Regions from separate parts of the Anser cygnoides genome. Here region 2 is linked to region 1. The links are chromatin contacts, called in public Hi-C maps. All regions are on one chromosome and are shown on one strand. The core of a region is the stretch at or near the end of the contact, and the rest is flanking DNA. Distances in the headings are between cores, read along the strand shown. Region 1 holds the start of TMEM164 (transmembrane protein 164). Region 2 overlaps AMMECR1 (AMMECR nuclear protein 1).

Region 1 (6,250 bases), core at 2,814-5,313:
TTTAGTAAGGAGAAACAAGGAACAGGAGAAGGAGAAGGAAAAGGAAAATGTTAGAAAACCCATTCTGGAGAGCCAAGAGACTCTGGTTTCCATTTTGTATGGAAACAAGCCTTCTGGTTTGCAAGTCTAAGCAGCAGAAATGTGGTTGCTTTCTGTGGACATGACTTGAATATATTCATGCCCCAAGTCTGCAACCGCTGCACTGTGGCTATTCCCAGTCTCATTCTGAGCACTCAAGGCATACTTCAGACTGCAGTACTGTGCCAAGTACTGTTCTTCAGACAAGAAATGACGGGCTAACAAGGAATCTCAACCCACCTTCCATGATAAGCGTATGAGAAGGATAAATTTGTCTGTAACAGACTCAGACTCCACTTGCATCTCCAAAGATCATCAGATCAAAGGTCCTGTACATAAGGTTCACATTCTTTTATTCAAAATCCATGTAAATAAACTGCAGTACTTTAACTGGCACCTCGCAACTCTGCAAAACTTGTCCCCATTCCTGTTTTTCCCTTCCACTCGCATGGCCTCTTTACTTCCTATCTTAGGTACCTGTGTCTGTAAGAGCAGGAATTCACATGACACACTTCTTACTATCCAGATCAAGCACATAAAACAACATTAATGCTAATTTACAAGCTGAGGGAACAAAGCAAAGCTTTCTCTCCTGTGTACAGTCAGCCTTGCAAGACTGCATTACTCATGGCTGGCCAAGAAATGCCTAATGAATGTGGGAGAAGAAAAGAGTAAATGGAAGAGGGTAAATCAGAAGTTTTTTGGTGCAGTCCCGACTACCACAGACTTATTATATGAACTTTAACAAGACATAATTGATTTATTCTTCAGGTTTCTTTCATGAAACAGGAATAAAGTGCCTGGGACCAGGCCAGAGCTAAAACGAAACTCCTGGGCAGATGATGTGTGTGCAGAGTCCCTACACAAGGCTACTCCAGGTGGTTAAGGAGTATACCCTGGGTATACCCGAGGCCCTGGCATTCCTTCATGGATTGACATTAGATTTCACCGTTTTGATAATTTTAAGAAGTCATGGACAGAAAAACAAATCAAACATTAGATACAAGAACAAGCCTCAGGCTCTTGTGCAAACAGTTTAGTCACAGGAATTTATTGCTTTTAGAGAACCATTTCTATTGACACATGAGATATATATGTTTACAATGGATCTTAGAGAGAGCATAAATTACTTAGTGAAAGGAAGAGAAGAAATGGTTAACAAACAGAAAAGAGCAACGGCTCAGTGCTTTGTCAATACTACTCAATTCTTACAGAATTTGGAGTGCTTTTGAAAGAAGCTGAAACCAAAACAGAGAGAATGAAGAGAACACAGAGAGCTATGTGTAAGCCACCCAGCAGATCAGGAACTGAGAACCCAAATCTCTTGGATTTGTAGTGGATCACAATCCAACCATGAATTAACAATTCATGTGCTGTTGCTAAAAAGTATCAGTCATACCAAGATATCCTTTTTACACCAAGAAGAGATTGGACTGTGCACTTAGTCACATGGTCTGAACTTTTGGGTAGACCTGTGCGGTATCAAGAGTTGGACTTGATGATCCTTAAGGGTCCCTTCCAACTCAGGATATTCTATGATTCTATGAACTGTGCTCCTTTTTAGTAAGTGGATAATCACAGGAAAACAGGTCACCTCACCCATCACCATAACCCAAAGTAGGATAAAATGGAGAAGGGAGGTGCTCCAGGTTCCAGCTGTTTCTGGATTAGAGTTGTAATGTTAACCAGTTTCCTCATACAGTCAACCACATCACCCCAGAAGAGATTATGCTAGCATAAGAGAATGAGAGGGAAAATGAGTAGCATGGGGAAGGGAAAGGCAGTGGTTCACAGCAGCTGGCTTATATGAATATTATTACTGAACTATGATGCATCTCATTCTTACTGGATTTCTTTGTTGTTGTTTTAAAAAAATGTTTCTGAGTTATCAAGAATATTTTGAAATTGATTTCTCTTCCCCTCAGCTTTGAGTCACCTGCAAAATTGATGAGTATGTTCTCTATTCCTTTACCTGCATTGTTAATAAAAATACCAAGCAGAACCTGACTGAGGACACATGCTGGGAACCCACCAATGTGTCTTTCCTTTCAACAATGAACCATTGCTTGCTATCCTGCCAGTTTTGTATAGACCTTTTAATACAGTTCTCCAGGTAATATTTTGCAAGTGCCTTGCTGACTACATATATTAACTGAAAACAAAACTAATGTTTCAGCATATTCAGGTAGAAGTAATCCATACAGGGACAAACTCATCTTGCAAAGATTTTATAAAAAATTAGCCTTATGCTTGTTGTAAAACCTGTTATTTTGGCCCTGCTGTTAAATTTTCACCTATTCAATTTTGAAAGAGGCTATACTAGTCCCTTGCAGTTTCACTTTCTTGTTCTAATAGGTTCCTCATTAACTCAAAGCTAAGATTAAGATCTAAGCTATTCTGTAAGAGCTTTTTCTAGGATTTTAACACAGTGATACTACTGACCTCATCTAAATTATGGTAAATGAACTGGGAAATCAATAACTGAATGGATCAGTCCAGAACACTTGCATATGTTTCATCTAGTTCTTATTTACTATGATTATAATTTGCTTTCTTTCATTATTTTATGTCTTTAATAGAGTACACATAATATAAACACATAGAGAAAGTATTATGTATTAGATACATACTTATGTTCTTTCCCCAAAATATATCGCAACCTTTATTACAGTTTCTGTTCAACAATTGTAGGATACCCACAGAAGCAGCTCAGCACTAACATCACTAGTTTGGCATTTTTTTCTTCCCCTGTTTGTAAAATACAGGAATACTGCTTGTAAAGGTAAGCACAGAGTATTTTCTCTCCTGGAGTCTACCAGTTGGATTGTCTGCTCATGAGCAACCTGGCACAGGTCCGTCTCCCCAGCCCTGTGCCATAGGACAACCACTGCTGCTACAATTGCAGACAGCTTTGTAACTTGCCTCTGAGTTTCATTCTGTCTGTCACCTTGCAGTGCTTGTGGTCTGTTTCTGGGATTTCTCATTTCCTGAACTCCTTTTTTGTAAAGTGAAGAAGGCCTGTAATTAGAATAGCAATACATTGTCAGGTGTTATTAGATTCTGTTCACCAGGAAATGAATCTTATGGAGTCACACTACCAGTCCTTTTCCTCATAACTGGGCGCGTGCAAGAGACTTAGATAGGTGACTAAGCGAAAAAATATGAGAACACGAGCACAGCATAAATCTGTTTTGATGGGCTGGTGGTGACAGGTCCATAGGCAAGCTTTTAGTTTCAAACTGGTCTGAGCTGGTGTGGTAGTCTTGAGCTGCCAGCAGCTCTCAAAACACACAGGGACAGAAGATGCTCTTGCCCTCAGCGTATGCGCTGATGGAAAAGCTAGAGAGTGCCTGCAAACAGGAAGGCACCGTGGGCTGCAGGGCATTGTTGGGGCATTCCTTTGGGCTTCTGGGGCCTCTGGTGCTGGTTGGCACTGGGAGGCATTAGGAGGGGTCTTGGAGGCAGAATGAGGGGTCTTGGAGGCATAACAAGGGGTCCTGGAGGCACAAGGAGGGGTCTGGGGGAGGTAGTCGTGTGGGGAGCAGCAGGAAACCAGGATTACTGAGATAGGGAATGGAGAAAATGCATCTCTAACAGAGCAGCGCTAATGGGTTTTCCTGCTCTCAAACACCACTTCCTTCACTTGCGAATTTCACTTTCACATCACCATGTTCCAATAATGAAATTTTGGCAAGAACGTGGAACATTTGCCTACACGCCAGACAAATCGCAGCTAGTGCAGAAATTCAGGAGTCCACAAGCACGTATTTATTTGGAACTGCTTCAAAACGTGTGGTGGGGTGGCGGAGCAGCGTAGCAGCCCTCAGAACAGCCTCGGCAAGCGGTCCTTCCACAGCCCCCCGGCCCACAAAACACAGCAGCAGCGAGGGCTGGCGGCGGGGCCGAGCGGGCTGAGGAGGAGGAGCAGAGGAGCCACCCGTGCGGCTCGTCCATTTTTCGGGGCGCCTCGGGCACGTTGTGTGTGTGTGGGGCGGGGAGGGAGGGGATGCTGCGGCGCTGCGGAGGGCGGCGGCAGGCAGGCATGCCCCGCCGCCGCTGAGAGGAGCGCTTCCTCCTTCCCGGCCCCGCGGAACAGGGGAGCTGGGCCCGCCTCTTGCGGGCCGAGCTGGGTAACGGAGCCGCCGCCGGGCTCTGAAGCGCCGGGCTCTGAGGTACCGGGCTCTGAGGCACCGGGCCGCCCCCTCAGGGCGCCGGGCGCCGCTGGGCGGGAAGGGCCGCGGGTGGCGGCCGTTGGGGCTGCGGCGCGTGAGGCGAGCGGGCGGGGGGGCGGCGGGCACCGGGCGGCGGCCTGAGGAGAGCCGGGGGCCCGCGGCCCCCCCGGATTTCGCCGCCTCCTGTGAGTGCCACCTCCCTTTGCAGGCTGCCGGCGGAGAAAGGAAAGGCTTGAAAAGGAAGGCGGGACGTCCTCGCGTTTCATGTTCCGTCAGCCCGACAGCATTTCGGCTTTGATTCCGACTTGCTCCTACCTGCACCCGGGCAGTGACGGGGAGGAGAGCGGGCGCCGGCCCACCATGTCCCGGTACAGCCTGCACAACCTCCTGGACTGGATGTACGGGGGCGTGGACCCCAGCTTTGCTGGCAACGGAGGGCCGGAGTGCGCGGCCTTCCTCTCAGGGCAGCAGCGCTTTCTGGAGAGCCTCGTCTTCCTCAGCATGGGTGTCGCGGAGATCCTGCTGTCCCTGTGGAAGCTCAGGCAGCTGCACTGCAAGGAGCTGGAGGCTCAGCTGCTGCAGCAGCCCCAGGCGAAACAGGAGAGCTTGGGCAAGAATCTGCTGCTGGTGGCCCTCTGTCTCATCTTCGGGCTGGAGGTGGGCTTCAAGTTTGCCACCAGGACCGTCATTTACCTGCTGAATCCCTGCCATGTGGTCACCGTGATGCAGGTAAGGCTTGTGCACGGTCACCAGGAAGTCTGCTTCGGTTTTGTACTCACAAAGCAGAGTTTTTTCCAGTCAGTTTGTGGACCAAAAGTGTGGAGCAAAGGTACAAATGACAATAATTGGTGTAAACGCTTTAGAACTTTGCATTTAATTGGCTGAACTAAAATCTGTGGAAAAAACAAAGTCAAACAAAAAGGTGAAATTGTAGCTAGTACTAATGCCTACTTCTGTGGTTGAAAAGGCTTTCTCATCTTCACCTCGCCCTTGTTTCAAGAATAGAAAAAGCTTTTTCCACTAACTGCAGTGGGAAAACTAGCACCAAATGTAGTAAAAACAAGATTATTGCAAAAGGGCCCATGTAATTCACAAACAGCTTCTTCAAGCAAGTGACATGCAGGGGTGTGAATGTATTTTGTGAAGTTGTTAAAGAAGCAAAGTGCTTTTTATTTTGTGCTGGTAATTTTGGTTTGCCTTTCTTATTTTAAAAGCTGCGTAGTAAGGAACCAACACCTTATGTATGGGTGAATGAACTGAGCTGGCTTAATATCTGTGGATAAACCATGTATTTTAACAACTTGTGGCATAGTTGGTGATGCGTGATAATATAAAGTTTGTGTAGCTGTGAAAATAATGGAAACATTCATAAACAGTTACTGAGCTGTGATATCTAAATCTTACAAACTGTATTTGTCAGTAGTTCTGTGTGTGTACTTAGCTCAGTGAGGTTAAGGAGTGTGGGATGTCAAAAATAATCATTTTGTTTAATTTTGCTAACACACTACCATCAACACTGGACAACTTACAAAATTTAAGCTCAACAACTCATAGGAGATTGTCAAAAATCTTTCACAAAAGCTGCCATGATAAATGTTTGTCTAACAGCAATAACAAATGAAAATCAGACCAATAGCATTCTTAGTCTCCCTTTGCAGAAGGCTAACTGCTAGTACCAGAGGTCTGAGGGAGATAGGTGTTGTTTCAAGAGGGGAAAAAAGAGGCTTTTACAGCACTTTTCAGGACATCTACAACAATTAAGTTACTGTTCCAGAACTTAATTAGGAGGTTATGTAAATTCCTAAGCTGTGATGCAATGTTAGGTCAGTATTTTACACCAGTAGAAATGCTTTCCATAAAGTGGTAACAATTGCTGTGCAATCGATTAGTCAATATTGGTAAGGAGGGGGAAAGCAGGAGGTAGAAGAGCTGTAGAAATAATTACAAAATAAACCAATATGGCTGCATTTCATTGCTCTGTAACACTATTTACTGGACAT
Region 2 (6,190 bases), core at 537-3,036, 140 kb after region 1:
ACTGCTGAGATAGCATTGAAGCTGCCAGCTCTCTGTTCCTTTCGGAGAAGTGAGATATGCTGTTCTCCAAAGACTAAAGAACTTTTTTCTTTAATCTTTGTAAATACCAAAAGTCAGTGAATCTTTCTGCTTGCCCTTTACTATTCTCACTTCAATAAAGGAACTTTTTGATCTTAAGATGGTCAAGAACTGCTTCCACTGTCCCAGATGGGGCTTCACTAGTCACTTTATATCAGACAATTCTAGTCATGCCTCACAAAATCTTTTAGCTATTGTTTTAAGAGAATGTTCATTAGCTGCAGTAGACTATTGCATTTTAGAAAAATATGCACGTCAGTCATAAGTGTTTCCTTCTACAGTATTATTGTAACGTACTATTTATTGAATGTCATTTTTTCCTATTTCTCTAGATGTATTACCATCCTTTATATTCAATGCCTAAATTACTTAACCTCCTGCCTTCCAGTGCTTCCGATCTGTACATGTCAACTTGAATGTCACGTCAGTCCTCCTTTCTGTGACTGGTTTTATAAAATCACCATTTTTTGTCATTCTGGTGCATTTATCTTTTTCTGTGCAAAGAAAAAAATGTTCCCAGTACGGTTCAAACTGACAAATGCCAGTGTTTGTCATAAAGGCGATGGTACTTTGGTGCTATAAACCTCTAACTGCTAGAAAGCGCTAAATTCATCGTCTTAAAAGAGCCTAGATATCCATATAGAACACTAATTAGCAGCAGATGTTAACTCTTGTGGCAAAAAGCCAGTGAGGCTCTGGCAAAACCTTTCTCGTTGCAGTCATCACTTTCATCATTGGCAATTGGTCAGTGCAGCCCCATAAAGCTGATTCTTCTGGTGCCTCGGGAGTCACCTCTCACCCTCACCCCTGTCTGCTTTCAAGTATTCAGTCCTGCAGATTTTTTTTTTTTTGGTGCAGTAGCAAAAGCCAAACAACTCACATGCACTGCATCCAGCTATTAATTCTTCATTACTTCCTTAAGGCTTTGGAGGAGACTAGTAAGCCTCAAGCTTCTGAATAAAGTTTAATCCGAGAATTGGTAGCACCCAGTCTCTCACAGAACTGCAGCCTTATTCATAATTTTGTTGCTTCCTTTCTGTAGCATTCATGTTCTCCATCGTAACGTTTTCTGATGTACTTTCTATTGCAAATGTCAGTTCTCCTTTCAGATATGTACAAATCAAATTAGTCCAATGAAGTCAATAGAATTTTATTGTTACAGAACAATGAGTTCCACACCAGGCCTTTTAAACCTGTAGGTTCTTGCTGTAAATTGATGTTCTGTTGACCTGTCTGTTCCCAGGTCTCTTGAGCTATACTCTGGACTCAAGGAAAACGGTATCTATATGGATACCCACGTACAAACACACCAAACTTGGTTTGCATGCCTGTTCTCAGTAGTTTCTTTATGCTTCAAATTCTAATCACCTACTGACTGCCAGAGATTGCACAGAGGTAACATTTTTATATAAGCACTGAGCATTTGATTTGAGGAAATGACCATTTCCATGCAGAAGAAGTGATTGAGACAGTCATTAACACTACAAACCTATCCTTATGTTACTTCAACTGAAAAAAAAGCACTCATCTGCCTGTGAATTTTGATTTTAATGTCAACATTGAAATATACTTGTCTAGTGTTCCAGTTAAAACTGGGCTTCTATAGCTGTTGCTATCCTGTTTGAAATACATCTTTCTAATAGTTTACTCATTTTGGTTAACATTTCTATATCGCATTTCAGTATTGGAAGAGTCATTGTGACATACTGCAATAAAATGAGGGGAAGTCTAGCGTAGGAAGTGATCTAAGGAACAGTTGCTGAAATATTTCAGGGGTATTACTTCATGGGCTAGATCTGTACAGCTAACATTCACTTTAAATTAGGGGCTTAGAAAAAAAAATCTTTAAAAAAACACCTATTTAACTCTGAAAAATAATCAAAGTCTGATTTCTCTCTGTTTTTCTATTGCTAAGTTTGTGTTTGTTTTCACAGGTCAAAGTCCCACTGCCCAGTGTCATCACATTCAAATCCCACAGTGACCTGTAAGTATTCCACCTTTACACTATTCCACTTTTACACCTTTTAACTACAATAGAACAGATGCATGAAAATTGTGATCATCTCATGAATACTGAAAGTGTGCCTTTCATTGAGCTATCATTAGGCATTATATATTGGGGTAGAGTGTGATTTATTATGTAGCTTGTCTTTTTATGTTAAATGCCTATAGTTCAAGAGTGTATGCTTATAGTACAATACATCTACATTTTTAAATACTAGCTCGTGATCTCACGCGCTGCATCTAAAATGACAGATTCACAGTGTACCAAATGTACTTTTAACTGCTTCTAAAGGTACGTTTACTTTAAACCCATTTTTTTACCTGGTTAAATCAGAACTGAAAGTTATCAAAGAAAAATATTGCATTTGCCCTTTGATGAACAATTACCAAGTGTTAGATATTCAGAGTGGAAAATGGATAGCGTTTTATTTTATGAGTCCACTAACTAATAGTGAATTAGAATAAAACTCCTGTGGGAACGCATTTGACATTCACATGAATAACAGATGAGTTCATTATGATCTCCTGCTTATAAAAAGAATGGCAAATGAATTCATAATTATTAAGCATTTAAAAATAACACATTCCCCCAAAAGATATAATTCTGCATTAAATACCCGGCTGTAGTTCAGCTGCAGGGCTTTGAAAAACCTGAAATGAAATGGTAGCACAGCATATAGCTGAAACTGAATGGCAGGCTGATGATTTGGTCATTTGCCACATTCTTTAACTGCTCGTTAACCAAAGTAATGAAGACCTATATTCTGTTTAATGTTTGAATTAATTCTGAAATTTATAGTGGGTTCTTACTTCCGAAGCAGAGGCTACGGATTAGATATATGGTGCATGAAAGCATTATGCTGGGTATGCGTATGAAGAGGATTTCAGTGCACATGGCTACTGACATGTACTCATGTCCTAAGTTCCTATGGGCATCTTGTTTGAAAATTTATTAGACTTGAATTTTGCAGGGCTCTTTTTTCTTTTCTTTTTTTTTTTTTTTTTTTTTTTTTTGTGGGATAGGCAGCTGTGTATATGACAAATACTACTCAGGACAGTTATTTTGCTAGAAGTGATGTTCTCAAATACTTGCCAGGCCGCCATATTAGCATATTGCTGACAGCCTGGGAAGAGACAGCTCTTGTACGAATTGTAACCCTTGCCCTGTGGTGACTCTAAGAGCACAAGGGTCCCTAAAGTTTACCTTGTCTGCCAGGCAGAGAGGGAAGTAAGAGATGCTGAGAACAAGAGTTCAGAGGACAACACAGAGAACTTGCCGAAAAGAAGGGGATAAGGCAAGTGCTTTCTTTGAACTACCTCTACCAAGGGCATAAACAGAAAAGGGATCAGAAATAGTTTAAATGAAGGGTGTTTTAAGAGCCATGGACACTAAAGAGATGCAGGATTCTTGCCTGCCAAATCGTACATGTCATCTTGATAGTCTTTTTGTAGGTGGAGTAAAGAAGATTTGGGTTTTTTGTATGAATTTTGACCCCAAAGGTCAAAAAACTCGTTTTTTTGCAAGGAATAGGGAAGTAATGCTGTACGTGACTCATGTCATCCCAGTACAGAGGTAAGGAAAGACTCATCCCAGTACAGAGGTAAGGAAATGTGTGAAAGACCTTGCGCACATATAGATACTAAAGTCACATTACCCATGTTACCATGTTTTCCCACGTTCCCGTCTCCCTAGCAGCAGCCCAAGCCCTAACACAGCTATGTTACCATGAACTGTGTGGTCATACCTACATCATGAAGTAAAGCAGCCATATCAAATGTGATCTATTTGTACTTCACTCAGAGGTATGCAGTGGCCTGAAGCTGCAGTCCATCATGAGGTGAGTGATCTCTGTGACCAACCTAGGCTGTGTGCTTAAGAAAAAGGGCTGTAAACACAAAAATTGCAGGGTAGGAAGGGTGCACAGAGTCAAGGGTCAGAGGATTGTGGTCTTAGGGCCCTGCTGTGGAGTCATGAAAGGGGGCACAAGGACTACAAATATATTAGCCAAAACTGAATTCTCTAACATAGTAGTACTTTTTTTTCAGTACTATTTGTATAGCTTTCACTACTAGGGAAAAATATCAGAAAAGCTGTTTGGGCTACACAAAGTTTGTGGAATTATTTGAGAAACCATTAAATGAAGATTGAATGATTTATTTCTGTATTGGAACAAGAATCGCCAGCTGTGCTTTAACAGTTGCAAAGCTGCCAGTGGAGGAGTATGATTTATACATTGCTGAATTACATTGCTTTTAATTTTAAAGGTCTATTGTCAGTATTCGTTTGAACTTCTGACTTTATCTGGTACAGACAGCTTGGGCCAAGCAGATGCTTCAGATGAAAAAGAAAAATGCCCATAATTAAACCCAATAGATAAAAAGAAATTGTGCATCAGGGAAACTGTTTCCTGAGTCCTGTGAATTACTGACTGAAGCATGTGGTTTGATTACAGTTATTGCCTTAATGCAGAGTTTCAAGTCTTAAAGGCCTCCTGAGGACAATGCAGGAAACCTGTTCTATCTTCTGTGTATGAAGGAAGGGGTATGTGAACTGTCGTATTCATACATGCACAGTTTCCAAGACAAAGGAGATAACAATAGCTATTCATGCTAACTATCCTACATACACATTTCTTTTCCTTGAAAGAGAAGAAGTTTGGAGGTTTGTTGGGTTTTGGTTTTGTTCAAAACCAGTGCATTATGAATTCATTTGTGATGAAACTTTCAAAGTTTCCATTTTAAAACATTTAACATCTTTTGGAAAGGTAGTTACTTGTTTATACATCATTTAATATTTCGGTGTATTTATGATTGTCAGTATTTGGGTAAATCAGGGTGGCCTATTGCATCTCCCTTCTGTGAAAAAGGGAATCCATTCCATGAAGCTTGTAGACAGTTCTAAATTAGTTACTTCTAATAAAATCTGACAACTGTGTTCACAAAGACACCTTCTGGAAAATTAGGAAAGTAGTAGTGGTAGAAAGAAATTATTACTTGGAATATTCATAGAAGATTCACTTTATTTTTTGAAGGAAACAGGTACAATTGTGGCGGTATTTGGATTATTTATATTAGGATTAGAGACTTGGCTTCAGAATGTGCTTACAATAAGACAAGTCTCAATCTGAATCACCTTGATTTGTGCTATGTTGTCCTGCAGCATATAGCAAAACATGTTTGTTCTAAATCTAATGAAACAGTAATTAGAGTAAGTAAAGGCAATTGGCAGTGATTGAAATAGTAATAATACACTGCATTTTAAATGTTTGTTTAAAGTGACCTCAGCCTGTTATTTTACTGCTAGAGAACAAACCTCTCTCAAATTGCATTTGTCTACCACTGAAATGTTCCTATAGCATACACTACCCACATTATGGCTAATTGATAATAATTCATTCTCCAGAAGGTTTGCTATTATCAGCTTTGTTTATGTAAAGTGGAGATTAAAAAATAGTTCTGTTTCTTCCAAACTGCTGTGCAAATTTCATCTGCTCTTATTAGATCTCATTATCTCCTAGGAATGATATGTGATTCCTCTCATAATGGGGAAAAAGATAAGCAAATACAATATAGGACTCAAAGAAATCTTTGAATTTTAGTAGGCAGAATATTATTTATGTTTGTTAAACCTATAATATATGTTATAATCTTTCTGTTTTACTTACAAGTAATGTTGCCATAAAAATTCATGCCAAGAAAGGAACAAATCTTGTGAGTGTAATATGTATATAGCATGTATCTGAAAGGAAGCACAAATAGAAATGTTACCTTTTTCATTTTTTATTTTTGCTTTACCCCATCTTGTGTCCTAGTGCTCTTTGCTGCTCTGATTCAAGACGCCAAGAACTCAGAGATAGGTTCATTAGGAAAATATATATATCTGCTGCATTTCTACAGTTGATTATATGTAAAATCCCATCTTAGCTCTTGTGATGACGTGCTCTCTGAAATCTCCAAGACATTCAAGTATATAGTTGCTGTAAGAGCTGCTCTTTTTACCTACTCTTTTGACAATTAACTTTTTTTGTAACGTATCTCACTGATTCAGAATGGTATTTGTTCAAAAGGATGGAGGTCTTTTAAAATAAGTGGTATTTTTACATGCGAA

Evidence for each region. Hi-C and Micro-C count contacts between places; a contact is called where the count stands out from the background.
Region 2: a Hi-C map of liver shows a contact between it and region 1, with 3 times the contacts expected there. The contact joins the enhancer-like site here to the promoter of TMEM164 in region 1. A contact is called at or near these places in 3 of 7 Hi-C or Micro-C datasets (granulosa cells and liver).

Annotation. Positions count from the first base shown.
Region 1 is chr13:3,483,910-3,490,159 of Taihu_goose_T2T_genome, forward strand. It overlaps TMEM164 (transmembrane protein 164), which reads left to right and starts at 4,064. Exons shown (of 7, transcript XM_048070640.2): 1 at 4,064-4,250; 2 at 4,459-4,979. The coding sequence starts at 4,515.
Region 2 is chr13:3,625,370-3,631,559 of Taihu_goose_T2T_genome, forward strand. The region is part of intron 1 of AMMECR1 (AMMECR nuclear protein 1); the gene reads right to left. Among named protein-coding and RNA genes, the nearest start is that of AMMECR1, 16 kb to the right of the region's middle. Within about 2 kb of position 1,787, at least 1 of the 3 cell types and tissues checked has open chromatin away from gene starts, as enhancers often do. A contact at or near this core is called in liver, where this site is marked.